2 separate regions of the Gossypium arboreum genome follow, and region 2 is linked to region 1. Evidence: chromatin contacts called from public Hi-C data. All regions are on one chromosome and are shown on one strand. Each heading gives the region's core, a stretch centred on a gene start, on an enhancer-like site or on the middle of the called end of the contact. The rest is flanking DNA. Distances are from core to core; before and after follow the strand shown. Region 1 holds the start of LOC108480162 (60S ribosomal protein L6-1-like). Region 2 holds the start of LOC108483646.

Region 1 (7,247 bases), core at 1,745-4,244:
CCAAATCATATAAAGACTAATGACTTAAGTTTTAGATTTAGTTTCACCTGATTCAGATCTATATGTTTACTTTTTCCCATTGCAAGTATAATGGTAAAAACTTGAATTTTGGTATTCTATTATGCTCACATTTCATATTTTAGTATTTTACATATTTTTTAATTTCTCAATGTATTTATTATAGTATGCTCAATAACTAATTATCCGCATTTTATAAGAACATTAAGAGATAAATGGTAACCACGAGTTAAAACTACTTCATACTAATACAAAAATCAACCCGTCGACCACTAATTAAGCAAACAAACTCTTGTCATCTCACTAACTCTCGTGATTATTTAATCTTTACATTTTAGTTTGATATAAACATCAATAAATCTAAATAGTTAAACATTCAATGTTAGCTATTTTAATTAATTTTGTTACAGTCAATATTTTTAATGAAATACTATTTCATCAAAAACATTTATTTTAGTGGCATGATGAAATTAAATAAGTGTTACTAAAAAACACCATGTCAGCTATCAAAAATATTAAAGGTGATAATTTGAACTAATAAATAGCATGACCCTTTTTCAAATTCATTATAAGATATTTGTAGAATTCTGGTTTAGATCTCACTACCATGTTTGGGATTTAAATTTTATATTTTAATTTAACATAAGCCTTAGTTCAAATTGTTATTATCTTTAACTATATTGATTAAAATGATTATATCTCTTAAAAACATGTTTCTAACACCATATATATATATTCGCATGGAATTGGAATGGATATCTTTAAGAAAATCTCAATTTCAACATTTTAAATAAAATAATATAATTAAGAATATCAACTATTTCAACAAAATAATGATCTTATGTAAAAAATCAAATTTTATCGAAACATAGTAATTCATACTAATTACTTTTGGTTGACTATTATTTATGAAATTTTACGAAATTAATGATAAAAGAAATTTCCAGTCAAAGCTGGGAAATTATAACTAGATATAAAATATAGGAGAGTGGGGTTTAAGGTTTTTTTTTTTTTTATATATAAATATTAAATTACCCATCTAACTTTACTCTTTTGTAAATTTATTTTTTATTATTTTTCTTTTTAGCTGGCAAAATCATAATGGTTTTCCCTTACAACACTCTAGTATCTAGTGGGCAAAATTCCATACAATTAACTTCAATAACAAAAAATAAAAACAAAATCCAGTGGAGATTAGAAGAAAACAAAAATGGAAATTTGGGGTTCTTGCCTCAGATTTAGGTTTACCTATATAGCATCCGAAAATAGGATCAATGATACTCAAAAACCGAAACAACACCAATGTAAAAGCACTTAGCTAACAACTTACTTCTAGAAGACAAGTTCATGCGGTTTCATGCCAGACTTTAGCGAAAATCTTGCGGCAAGGTAGGCCTTCAAGTCTGGGACTCCCTCGATGGACTTTATTAAAGAGGCATCGACAGATTTCTGATCTTCTTTCTTGTCTTCTGGCAGTTCCTTCTTATCCTATACCATTTCGATAAAATTAAAGGAACTCAAATCAGATTTGCTTAATTATGACAAGCTTATATAATAGTAAATGCAATATAACTAACCTCTTTTTCAGCTTCAAAAAACTCCCCTTCGCTCTTCTTCTTTTTCTTGTCTACTTCCTTGGCAAAGTACTTATCATCAAACTTCTCTACGTTAACTCCGGAGATGTCAACCTTAGTGGAAGTCGCAATGACATAGGATTGGTTCACACGCCTTAAAGGAACGCCATTAATCTTGAACGGTCCTACAATGAAAACAAGTTCCCCACATATGAGCAAAGCATGAAATTCAAACAACCAACAAGTAATGATAACCGAGCCTCCTCCTTAAGCCAGGAGAGGCAAACATAGATACCAAAACAGTTAGCATACAAGTAAATCTCAGGTTATGATTTCACGATCGCAGCACTTAAACACCAGACCATTGAATGTTAAACAGGATATATTATGATAGAATCTAACATATAAGTAGAAGTAGAACCAAAGCCAAAATACAGCAATAGAAAAAACATCAGTTCAAGCATTCAGAGTCCATACTACAGATATTGACATTATTAAAAAAAAAAATAGTAGAGTTAAGCATGATTTGAAACTTTCTCAAACACAAGGGTGTACATTTTTACCGAGTCTGTGGTACTCTTCAACCGGGTCTCAACTCTCTTATTTTAAGAAGAATAGAGATTATTTTGAGGACAATTTGTCTTTTTCATACAGATTCTAGAAACATATTTGCAGATAAAGAAATTTGAAGCCAAAACATGATAATTTTTAATAATTCAACTTTGGCATACTTGGGTTGTTATATCATTTTATGAAATTTGTTAAAATAAAATTTTCAGATATGGGTCTAGTATCTATAATATCATTCCATAAAACAAATTCCAAATAAACATTCAGCAAATGAAACAAAAGTTAGAGGATAAAAATGGTTACCAGTAACCAAAAGAAGCCCAGAAGGAAGTTGCTTTAAGAAAACAACTCTCTTCCCCATAAATCTACCAGCCAACAAAATCAGCACCGTCCCAGGCGTAATGCTTGCTCTAAACAAATTAAACCCCCCAAAAAAATGATCCAACATTAAGAAAGTAGCAACTTCTAAAATATCTACAAAACAAATAAATAATGATTAGAGAGAAGAACCTGAGCTTGGTGGGTTTAGGCTTGCGCTTGTTGAGAAGGGGCTTCTTGACATCCTCAGCAGGGTAAAACTTGGGGGGTTTCTCGGCGGAGGCGGGGACCTTAGGTTTGGGGTCATGGCGGGGGAAAAAGCCGCCGTTTTTTGCCTTGATGGCCCAAAGGCCACGCTTGTGGTACATCTTAGACCTGGAATACTTGCCGACGCCACGAATGAGATCTGGGTTTCGGGACTTGACGGGGGTCTTCCTTTTGGCCGCCATATTCTTCTCTAAACCCTTACGCTCTGATGCTGATGTTCAGTGAGGCGTCTAAACGATGCATTCATTGACTCCAAGTGATTAGGGCTTTTTATGGTGAATTCAGTTTCCAACTGACTTTCGGGTTTGGGCTTGATTGCATGATCCAATCCAAAATAATGGCCCAATTTTTTTGGACGTAAAGACATTCTTTTCCCGTTTTCGAGAACAAAAGTAATGAAAGCCCAAATAACCAGCCGAAAATGAGCAGTGGAATAACAAAAAAATAGACGCCGTCTGTGGGAATCGAACGCACGACCACATGGTTAAAAGCCATGCTATCTACCGACTGAGCAAAAACGGCGAGGCCGGTTTCCGATAATTAATATTTGATTTTTAAAATGGATTAATTAACTTTACCCGATAATAGTTAGAATAATTTTCAAGTTTGTACATTTTCTTATTCAAATACATATGTTTTGATTTCGTGTAATTACATGTTTAACTTTGATTTTTATCAACTACTGTATACTCGTATGCTACTAGCTTCATTCCTAACCATTCCAATCACCTCGTAATGCTCAATTAGTATAAAGATATCCTTATATAAGGTTCAATCTCATTAAAACTCTTTTTTTTTTAAATAATTTTAGTTTATAAGTGTAATTTTAAATTTTAGATCAATTTATCCTTTATTTTTATTGTTTTAATCACTTTAATCTTTTTCTCGAAAAAACAAGTCTAATTAAAAATAAAAATTCCTTTTTTTTCTTAACAATGGAATAGTAGACGTTATATTATATTTATTGTGATGATTTATTTATTAGTATATTAATTATTTTAATATGATTGATGATACAATCATTTTTATGAATTATTATAATTAATAATTATATATTTACTTTAACATCATATAGTTACTCATTAATATATAAATTGTAATACAAAATAAGAATTACAATGATTCGTAATTTTATGAGAATTGAGACTAAAAATATTAAAAACTAAATTTGTTAAAAAAAAACAAATTCTATAACAAGTCTATTTAGTAATATGTGTTTTAGATAATCTTACAATTTGTCAAACAAACACTTGAATCCTATACTTCAACTAAATTATCCAAATAAGGTAATGTAACATATTTGACATTCTGCTCTATAAATTTTGTATTATAATCCTATTACAAAATGAATTTTACTTTCCTTGAACTAGACTCCTCTCATTATTTAAAGTACAAAAATAATATTTAGCCAAAGATGAAAATGAATTAATCTTTTTGCTTAATGTCACTAGTAAGTGAAAATGAATTAAAATTTCATATATATAATTAAAACAAACCAAAATTTTAGTATTGCATTGCAAATTGAATTTATTGTGTAATTTGAAAGTTTATCTCAGATAAAATTCTCAACGTCATTCAAATAGTAATGGATCTTTACATTTAATTTGAAACATATGATAAATTCTTATATGTTAGCTTCGATTTTCCAAAAAAAATTTCAAAATTCAATCAAATGTGTATAATTTATTTTCAAGTGTTTCAAACTTAAAAAATAATATTCTCAAATGACTTAAATAATTCACAAATATTTTTGAACAACTCCAACACCTTTCAAAATTGTTTCTAAGCATTAAAATGCATTTCTCAGGTCAAGTATTGAGACATAGTCCTCAAATTCTCAATATCTCCCAACCAATTTCAAACAAGCATTTTGACAAAGGTATAGTATGATACTTATGTGCCAAGTCTCGAGGCTTAGCACTGCGAGTATCAAGACTTATAGAATAGTAAGCATAGGCCTTTTGAGAGCAATATAGTCTTGAAACTTATTGGCTTAAGTATCGAGACTTACTCCTCAAGTCTTGAGACTTGTTGTTAGGTATTGAGACCTCAAGATTTTTAATGGTTATTTTTCAACCAAGTCTTGATACATGTCCTTTAAGTATTGAGACTTGACTCTATAATTTGTATTAAATGCTCAAGATTAATTCTTCTAATGGTTAGAAACTCCTTCCAATGGCTTCAAACGTTAAAAATTGGTTAGAGGATATATATTCAAGTCAATAACACTTGAAGACTATAGAGAGCAACATTAAAGCTAAACGATGACTAGAAAATTTTTCAAATCTTCATTCTTTCATTTTCTCTTGTAAATATTCTTTAGGAGCTTAGTGTCAAATCTTTTATCATTCACATATATTTGTATGTATAGCTCATACTTGTAAACATCTACCTTCATAGAGGCTGCCATTATTCTTTATTCATCTTGTCACCAATTGTAAATTAGGATTACTTTAGTTGAGTCATAAAAACTAAAGAGGGTTCTAGTTTAACCATAAAAGTTAGGGGAAATGTTCTATCTAAGCTTTGAGAAAAATATAGAATTGTAAATGTTATACCTTCTCCTTGAAAGATATCAATTCTTATAGTGAATTGAGAAATCATTGGTTACCAAGGTAGTGAATGTAGGGAATTGGAGTCAAACTACTATAAATCGATTTTTCCAAGCAATTCTCTTTTTCTCTTTTAATTTGGAATAATTTGTAAAGATTTTTAAAATACCAATTCACCCCCTTGGTAATTTCACGCCTAAAATTAACGTTATTTATGATTTTTTTTCCATCATTACAATATTGGTGAAAGAAGGATGATAGGATTTGAACCTGTAACATCTAGAAGTTAGAAAAAAATTTAACCACTACTTCAAACAAGACTGGACATTATTTATGAACTTAATCCACAATCAATGTATTAAAAGCCACTTCTATACTCGTATTTGTAAATGAATAATTATTTGATACAAAGTAGATACATTATTACTTAACTCCATTAAAAATATTGGAGAAAAAAAGCAAGAGTTACTAGAACTAATTATTTGGTGGTTCTTCTATAGATGTTGAAAACTTACATTTCCTTAGATGTTGATTTTATTTTTAATCACCGTACACAACTCCATGAAGCTTTATCTCATTTTGCATTATTTATTCTTAATTTAATATTATAAAATTTATAAGGTAGTTTATTCATAAAAAACAATTGTTAGTTATTTTAAATTTAATATTGTATAATTTATAATATAAATTTTATCATAAATAGAATTATTTAAGACAAATTAAGTATTTATCGAAACTATCTACATCCACATTTAAAAGAAATTCAAAACAAATGTAGGCAAAATTAGTTAAATGGATTGAATTTTATTGTCCTTTGCTCATTACTCATATTTTATTAGATGTTTAGGGAAAAATAAACATTGATGCATCAACAAACCAATAACCAAATAATTATTTTTGCAATAACATCGACACGATTGAGTGTATTTTCAATAATGGGTTCCTAGATCATTGAAAAGTTGAAAGACCAAAGTTAGAACATAGTATAGTTCCATAAGATCTGTTTCATGTTTCAATTCTCATCCAAAAAGTTTAAAAGCTTTTTTGGACATCAAATTTAGACTAAAAAATGTAAGAGGGGAAAAATACAAGCAATCAGTAACCGAATCTCTCGCTGGAGGAAAAAGTACAACTATTGAGAAGCACCAAGAAGGTGAAGCATAATAATCCTGTTAGAAATATTAAATAGGAAAATTGAAACCAAAAAAAAAAAAATTATTAAAATATAATGGCTTTGAGGCATGTATGAAGAAAACAGAAATATTAGGATAAAAAAGATGTCCATTATTCTCATTGACCTTAAACATGTATATATGGATCCAAGATTCCTACTAGAAATAAACTTCTATATCTGTACAAATCAAGATTTCCTATACAGAGTAAATACCAAAAATACATCCACTAATATAGCTAAAGATCTTAGAATACGATTCCTTTAATCACACTAATATAGCTAAAGATCCTAGATTATCATTCCTTTAATTGTTGCACTGATTTGTCTAAAATTTCTTCAATGCCTCCCTCAAGTTGGAGCATGAAGATTCGAAATGCCCAACTTGCCAAGAAGAAACTGAAATTAGTCTGTGCCCAAAGCTTTAGTGAAAATATCAGCAAGCTGGAGAGAAGAACGCACATGAAATGTTTCAATATTCGCATTTTATATCTCCTTATGAATAAAATGGCAATCAACTTCTGTAACACTCCTTACCTGTATCTGATGCCGAGATAGGGTTCGAGGCGTTACCGAACTTAAACATAAACATTCATACAAAACCAGGTCATAAAATTTGGACCAAATCAAATTCATCCAATCACATGAATATCGTCTATTATATGGGCCCACGAGGCCCAAAATATAGTTGGGAGTGGTTTGGGACTAAACCGAAAACTTTTGGAACTTTTACTATACTTAAAAAATTTTCATACTTTATAGAGTCACACGCTCGTG
Region 2 (7,074 bases), core at 3,191-5,690, 160 kb after region 1:
AAAGAAAAAAATGCTAAAAAGAAGATTTAAGAGTCATCAATCCACCTTCACATGCATCATTACTAAGCTTCATTTTAGCATGTAAATGACATCAACACCAAGCAAGAATGATGCATCCATGGCCGAGTGTCATTTCCATCACCTAACAAGATTTCGACCATGGGCTAGGTAGAACTCAAGCTACCAACTAAAACATGCATGCATCTCATGGACAACATCAAACATACCTTAGTCTAACAAATCACCATAGCCGATTGTTTCAAGCTCCTCCCTTCCTTTCTTTCCTCTATTCGCCAAGGATGAACCAAAGGACACACTTGTTTCCTTTTTTCCTTAGAGTTTTCAGCCAAAAGAAGTGACAATTGATGAACACTTTTTTTTTCTTCTTTCCCCTCAACTCACGACAATGGGAGAAACAATCACCTTCTCTCTTTTTTTTTTCATTTCTTTATTCCTCACCTTAGTTTAATTTTTCCTCCCATATTGCACCAACAAAACATGTCTATGACATGTTTTGCCCATCCTCCCTTGTCATGGCCGGCCACCACTTATAAAAAGAGGGTTATTTGACATGCAAGACCATTGTTTTGCATGCATTCTTTAATTAGTTATCACACATTTCCCTATCCTACTTTCAAAGTTTACTACTAGGTCCTTTTTAGTGAAATTCACATTTATAACCCTAAATCAAATCATCAAAAATGTCACACACGAATTAACACATATCATAGGCATCAAAATGAATATTAAATTATTTTTATGCCTCAGTTTTGTGGTCCCGAAACCACATTCCGACTAGGGTCGTTTTAAGGCTGTCACAAAAACACTCTCCTTGTTGCATGAGCCCAGTACCTGACAATCTGGGATATGTGAAAATGTAGAAAGGAGATATGTTTGTGATGTCTCTGATAAGGTAGCTATATTGCAAATTGGACTAACAGATCATGATCCGGCCTTGCGAGAGAACACATATTCAACTTAACAAGATGATATGAGGAGTTATGGTGGAATATGAATATGACTGATGTGTGATTATGAATTTTGAATTATGGGTCCAAGGTTGGCACAATGATGAGTCATTTGTAAACATGCATGGTTGTGAGAGATATGTATAAGTTGGCATATAGTGAACTCACATGTACTATGTGTAAGTTGGTGAAATGTGTACGCATGGCTATTGTGTGTTATATCTAATTTGGCGAAGTGTTTCTGCCAGAGAACTCTAGATGACATTTTAGCGTATTGTGTTTGTACGATAGAGTCTCATGAAAAAGTCTATTTTTCTTATTGGTATTGATGCTTGTTGATTAACAGTATTCCTGTAAATTTTTTGTGTCTATTTTTGGAACTCGCTAAGTTCAATTGAACTTATTCTGTTACTTTTCCTTTTCAGGCGTGTTGATAATAGAGGAGGAATCGGTTGAAGGGGACTACGCCAGAACTGCGGTTATGAGTGAGCCACTTGCTTGTTTTTGTATCATGCATGACTATTTTGGCGGGTGGCATATAGATCAATTTTGTAATCAACTTATGTAATTATCTATATCTTTTGCATTGTTTCTGTTTTAAAAAGAGAATTGCCCCTTACTCTGAAAGTATAGGCCAAACTCTAGTGATTTGTTGTTTATGAGATCATCATTTATATGTATACGTCAAAGTTGGATATAGATTTTTCTTTTAAATTCCTAACAATTTTATTTAAAAATGCATTACAAAATGAAAGAAAAATAATAGTTTTTAACTAAAAGGGAAATCTTCATAATTGTTTTTCTAAAAATTTAAGTTAAGTCGAAAGGTTTGAATCTGCCGGTAGCCCTAGTCCGTTGGGCAGTTTGTCTGACTGAATGTTATACGCCATGTTTTCTTGATGGGCTAAAGAGTGTTACAGTGTATCCTTTCCAACACCGTATAAGGGAACCTTCTTAAAATGATGCTAAAAACAATATTATGAGATGATCCTATCTATCTCTTAAAACGGAAAAAAACAAATATTCAAACGAAAAAGGTTAAGTATGATTTTTGATCTCACAACTAGACTTGATCATGGGTTGACCGATTCGGGCCAGGCCAATGCAAAAATTTATGCTCATTTTCTAAGCTCAGGCCCGACCCGAAAAATGGCCCTAAAATTTTGTCCAGGCTCGACCCAAATTAAAAATGTTAAATCCCGTCAGTATTAATTTTTTTAGATTATTATTTTTATATAAAACAAATTTAAAAATATAATACATCAAATACACTAAAAATATTAAAATAAATATTTCCCAACAAATTGAAAATAAATGAAAAAAGTGTTTATACTTAAATAACAATAAGATAATTGCAACTTAGTAAATAAATACCTCTAAAATAGACACAAAAAAGAGCTATACAATATTCAAATAATAACAACAAAATAGAAACAATACAATAGCAAGATGGCAGCAAAACAACAACAAAAGAGAAAGCTTGGGTTGATTCAGGCCGAGCCAAGTTCGAGAAAGAAAATTTTACTCAAGACACAACCCATTTAAAATTTGATCTACCTTTAACTAAAATATAATCTAATTACTCATAATATATATATAAAAAAAAAAGAGTAACGGGATCAATGGCGCAAGCAAATTAAAGAAAGAAATTGAATTTTGTTTTTCTTTCCAAAGCCAAAACATGGAACCACCCTTCCCCTCCAATTTTCAGTGAAATTAATTTCTAGTGGTATACCCCTATACAATTTCTTAAAGGTAAATTAAATATTTATTTAAATAAAATATAAGGGATAAAATTTAATTCGATTAAATTCCTAATTAATATTTTTATAAATAATATTTAAATAAAATAAAATTTTCTTAAAATCTAAAAAGCATTGCAGGTCAAATTGCTACTCTTATATCCAAATCTTCCAAGTGACTCTATATTTTTATTTATTCTTCACATTTTAGATTTATATTACATCCACATAGAAATTAAAAATAAACGTAAAAATTAGTAGCATCATGTCTAAAAATTTATTAAAATAAAACACATAAATATGTCAATTTTTCGTGCACCATCAACATTGTAGGTGGTGTGGAGAACCACTAATGATGAGGGTTTTAAAGGTTTTGAAGTGATATTTGAGTAAAATTTAAGTTGCAAATTTCGTTTTGTAATCCTGATTTCGGAAAAAAGAATTATTTATAAGTGAAAAAAAGCTTGAATAGTCTCGTATTGTATGATTGTTTTATTAGTAGAGTCTAATTTAAATATAAATTTATGTGTAATTTAGATATATCTTGTTGTGACGAACTTTATAATTGGTGAAGAGAATAATAATGAAATTAGATTTAATATGATGGTTGTGTTTGATGGCATCGCGAGGAAACTCTTTACATCGTGCAGGATGTACATGCATGAGAGCCGTAGTAGGTACCCAGGCAGGGGTATAACAAGTGTAAGTAATTGGTCATATTATATGTATGGTCTTTGTACTATACGATCATTTATTTAATCCCTCCACTAGAATTAATCATTTGTATTTTTTTAATTTTTAATATGTACATTTATGGTTTTAGACTAATTTATTTCATCAATTTCTTTAAATAATTTGGCATAATTTATTTTTAAACATGTGACATATACTTTTTTTATTATAATCTAAAAAAAAATAAAAAGAGGAAATTATGTATAAATTTCAGTATTAATTACACCAATAGTCATTAAATTATGGATAAGTATTTTTTTGTCACTTAATTAAAAAGTTATAATTTGATCACTAAATTATTCAAAAAATTCTATTTAAGTAATTGAACTATTAAAAGTTCTTACTTAAGTTATTTGGCAATTATGTTATTTTTTTTAAAAAAGTTTGAGTTCCAAGTAATGATTTGACAATTGATATGATGGATCAACACTCATTGACGAGAAGAATAATAGTTGTTTGAATTTTTGTTTACAGATTCGTGACGTCTAAAGCTATTTCATGAAAAAAGCTGAACTATAGAAGACAAGAAAGAGAGAGCTTTTGATTTGTATAGATAATGTAAATAAAAAAATCATATAATATCGATTTTAACAATTTCAATTGACTTAAATGAAAACTTTTGAATAATTTAATGATCAAATTATAGTTTTTAATTAAGTGATCAAAATAAAAATTTATTCATAATTTAGTGACTAATGGTATAATTTACCCTAAAATTTATCGAACTATATAAAAATATTAAGGATACATTACCGCATGTTTGAAAAACCATATCAAACTTTTTGACATAATTAATGGAAAAAATATTTCAGGATTGAAAATATATATTAAAAAAAAAACCAAAGAGATTAGATATAATCCAATTATAATAGAAGGACTAAATCTAACAAAATGCATAATAAAAGGACCTTTCTATAAAATTTGACCTAAATATCTGATTGCCTCTACTAACGTTACATCCCAGTAAATCCAGCCACGTCAGCGGTTCCACCATACCCGATCCCACCTAACCGCACCCAACCACTCACTCTTCCCCTTCAACAACATCATTCATTGCTCGAAGATCTGCAGAACAAAACTCTTCTATTTCATTTTTTTCATTAGCAAAAAAAGCCTATCTTAAATCAAAGCGATGGCCGACCCCATAGAACCATCAACGTCATCGAGCGACCCGAATTCGATTCCAATACCGACCGCTATCTTACACCCGCGACGCGAGCCTTTCGAGCACGGTCTCCTAACAATCCAGAAGCTCATATTCAACGACCCCGTCCAAGCACTAACCCCTCTAAAGCAAAAATTCGCATCCCCCTCAACTGAACGAGTCGACTCGGCGGCCCTCGCTGAATTGCTACAGATCTCATTCGACCATTCGCGTCTCGTCCTTGAAACTCTCGCTTCTGTCCTCCACTCGGAACCCGACCCGCTCGTAACCGCCCTGCCGGATGATGTCGACTCCATTGGTGCCGATTTGCGTGATCTGATCCTGTTTTTGTATATTCAATCGTATAAGAGGCTTTTGCCGCGCTCGCACAAGGACTCCGCTGCGGTTGCCGATGTCTGGCCTTCCATGTCAGCATTCGATGGTTACTTGTCGGCCCTTTCGCCTTTGCAGGTAAGGAGCCTGACCCTTCGCTATCCCTTTTTTTTTTTCTTTTTTGGTGAAATGTGTTTTTTTTAATTGAATTTGTGGTTATTGGAACTTAGGTGGTTATTGATTTAATTTCAATGTCGTTTATACAATTATGGTAGATTGATGGTTACTTTTAGGAAAATAAACGCCTTTGATGCTGTGGGCTTATGAAATTCGCGAAAAGTTGACTCTTGCTCGGCATTGGGAAAGAACAAATGTGATTCTGTTTTGACTAACGGAAAGATGTCTTCGAGGATTTAATCTTTTAGATAACTGAGGCTATGTTTGGTTTTGGAAATAGGATGCAAAATCTCTTAGTAAACTAAAGGCAATAATATTTTTGAAGTATTAATTTAACTTTCAGATGCCAACAATGCGTGATATATGTTTATATGGAACAATTATGTGTGAGTTTGCTTAACATTTTACCATTATTTTTTTTATTGATAAAATAGGATTTTGTTTTAATTTTTTGTAAAATTCCATTTGGTTGATGTTTTTGTCGCTTGCTTTTTGAAGCAAAAAGGATGTGCAATGCATACTTCTTGAACAATGCATTTATAAAAACAACAATTTTAATAAATTAAAGTTAAAATACAATTCCCAATGAGGCCTTGGCCCAAATGGTAAAGGCGGAGGCCTTGGGTCCCAGGTTTGAGACTTACCATGCGTAATTATATGCGTAGGTGTTTGAGTCCCATCTGTGCAGTTGTCGTGTGAGTTTTAGTCGAGTTTCTTAGCTTTCGTATAATTTTATGCATGGTGTCTGAGTCCCATCATGTGCAGTTGTCATGTGTGAGTTTCCCATCATGTGCAGTTGTCATGTGTGAGTTTTAGTCTAGTTTCTTAGCTTTAGTATGGATTGTACTAGTTCTTAGTCTATTTGTGCTGCAATGGTTCGATTCTACTTTGTGGTACCTTGGGTAGTCCGTTGTAATAGTTTGATGCTTGTGGTTACTTGGACATGTATTTGTACCTTGATTGTACTTGTTACACTTAAAAAAAAAAAGTTAAAGTAAAATTGATTTTGTAAGTAAACTGCATGAGTATGCCTTTATGTAGAAAATTATATGTTGGCGTTGCATTTTAGTTATATTCATTTTTAATAAATTATTAAGTTGCTCAATTATTTACTTTTTTTTAATACTAACTTTTAGGAGGTGAAAGGCAAATAGAGGAAAATAAGTCGTAATCATAAAATAACAACCAAATAGATCATAAATCATTCAGCTAAAGGCAAAAAAAAAAAAAAAAAAAAAAAGGAAAAAAGAAAAGAAAAGAAAACCCAAATAGACCATTAGAAAAGAAAAAGAAATCTGCAAAAGTGATAAATAAAAGGAAGCATAAGTTTAAAATTATAGTATTCATTGTGTTTGGTTGTACTGTTTGTTTTCTTAATTTAATTCTTCATCCAAAACATTGTTGCATTTAACCTTAGGAAGTTGGGATGGGTGTTGGACACAAATAATCATTAATTTAGCCAAACCCAAATAGATCATTAGAAAGAAAAAAGCAAGTAGCAGAAGTGAAAACCAAGAGGGAGCATAAGTTTAAAATTATAGTCTGCTGTATTTGGTTATACTGTTTGTTTTCTTATTTTTAGTTCTACGGAATGTATTGTTGCACTTTTAAGCCTAAGAAGATGAGATGGGCCCTGGGTACAAACGTAATGAATAGAGATGCAGTGTTTTGAATTGCTTAGTTTGATTGTTCATGTTTTTATTTTTTCCATCTCCCTGCTGCTTTAAGATTTCTATAATATATGACTAATTTAGCTGGTACCGTGTCTGGGAAGATTATTATTAGTATTTCAGATAATGGGAGCATTTGTTAAACGATATATCCAGCTATTTATCTCATTAATATGGATGTCACCATTCTGTTAATATTTGTTATGGTTATAGATCTATTTGCTGTTCAAAGTTAATGGCTTTAGACTCTTAATTTGTGGTGATACACACTTAAGACTTACTGTCTGGTTCTTCTCTTTGTAGCTTGT

What was found. A called contact is a pair of places that touch in the nucleus more often than the background predicts.
Region 2: a Hi-C map of leaf shows a contact between it and region 1, with 2.9 times the contacts expected there. The contact joins the promoter of LOC108483646 here to the promoter of LOC108480162 in region 1. A contact is called at or near these places in 2 of 5 Hi-C or Micro-C datasets (both in leaf).

Annotation. Positions count from the first base shown.
Region 1 is chr1:66,927,142-66,934,388 of ASM2569848v2, forward strand. It overlaps LOC108480162 (60S ribosomal protein L6-1-like), which reads right to left and starts at 2,995. Exons shown (of 5, transcript XM_053028912.1): 1 at 2,673-2,995; 2 at 2,466-2,572; 3 at 1,596-1,777; 4 at 1,349-1,506. The coding sequence starts at 2,929. The coding sequence ends at 1,351.
Region 2 is chr1:67,083,037-67,090,110 of ASM2569848v2, forward strand. It overlaps LOC108483646, which reads left to right and starts at 4,441. Exons shown (of 8, transcript XM_053028921.1): 1 at 4,441-5,057; 2 at 7,070-7,074. The coding sequence starts at 4,575.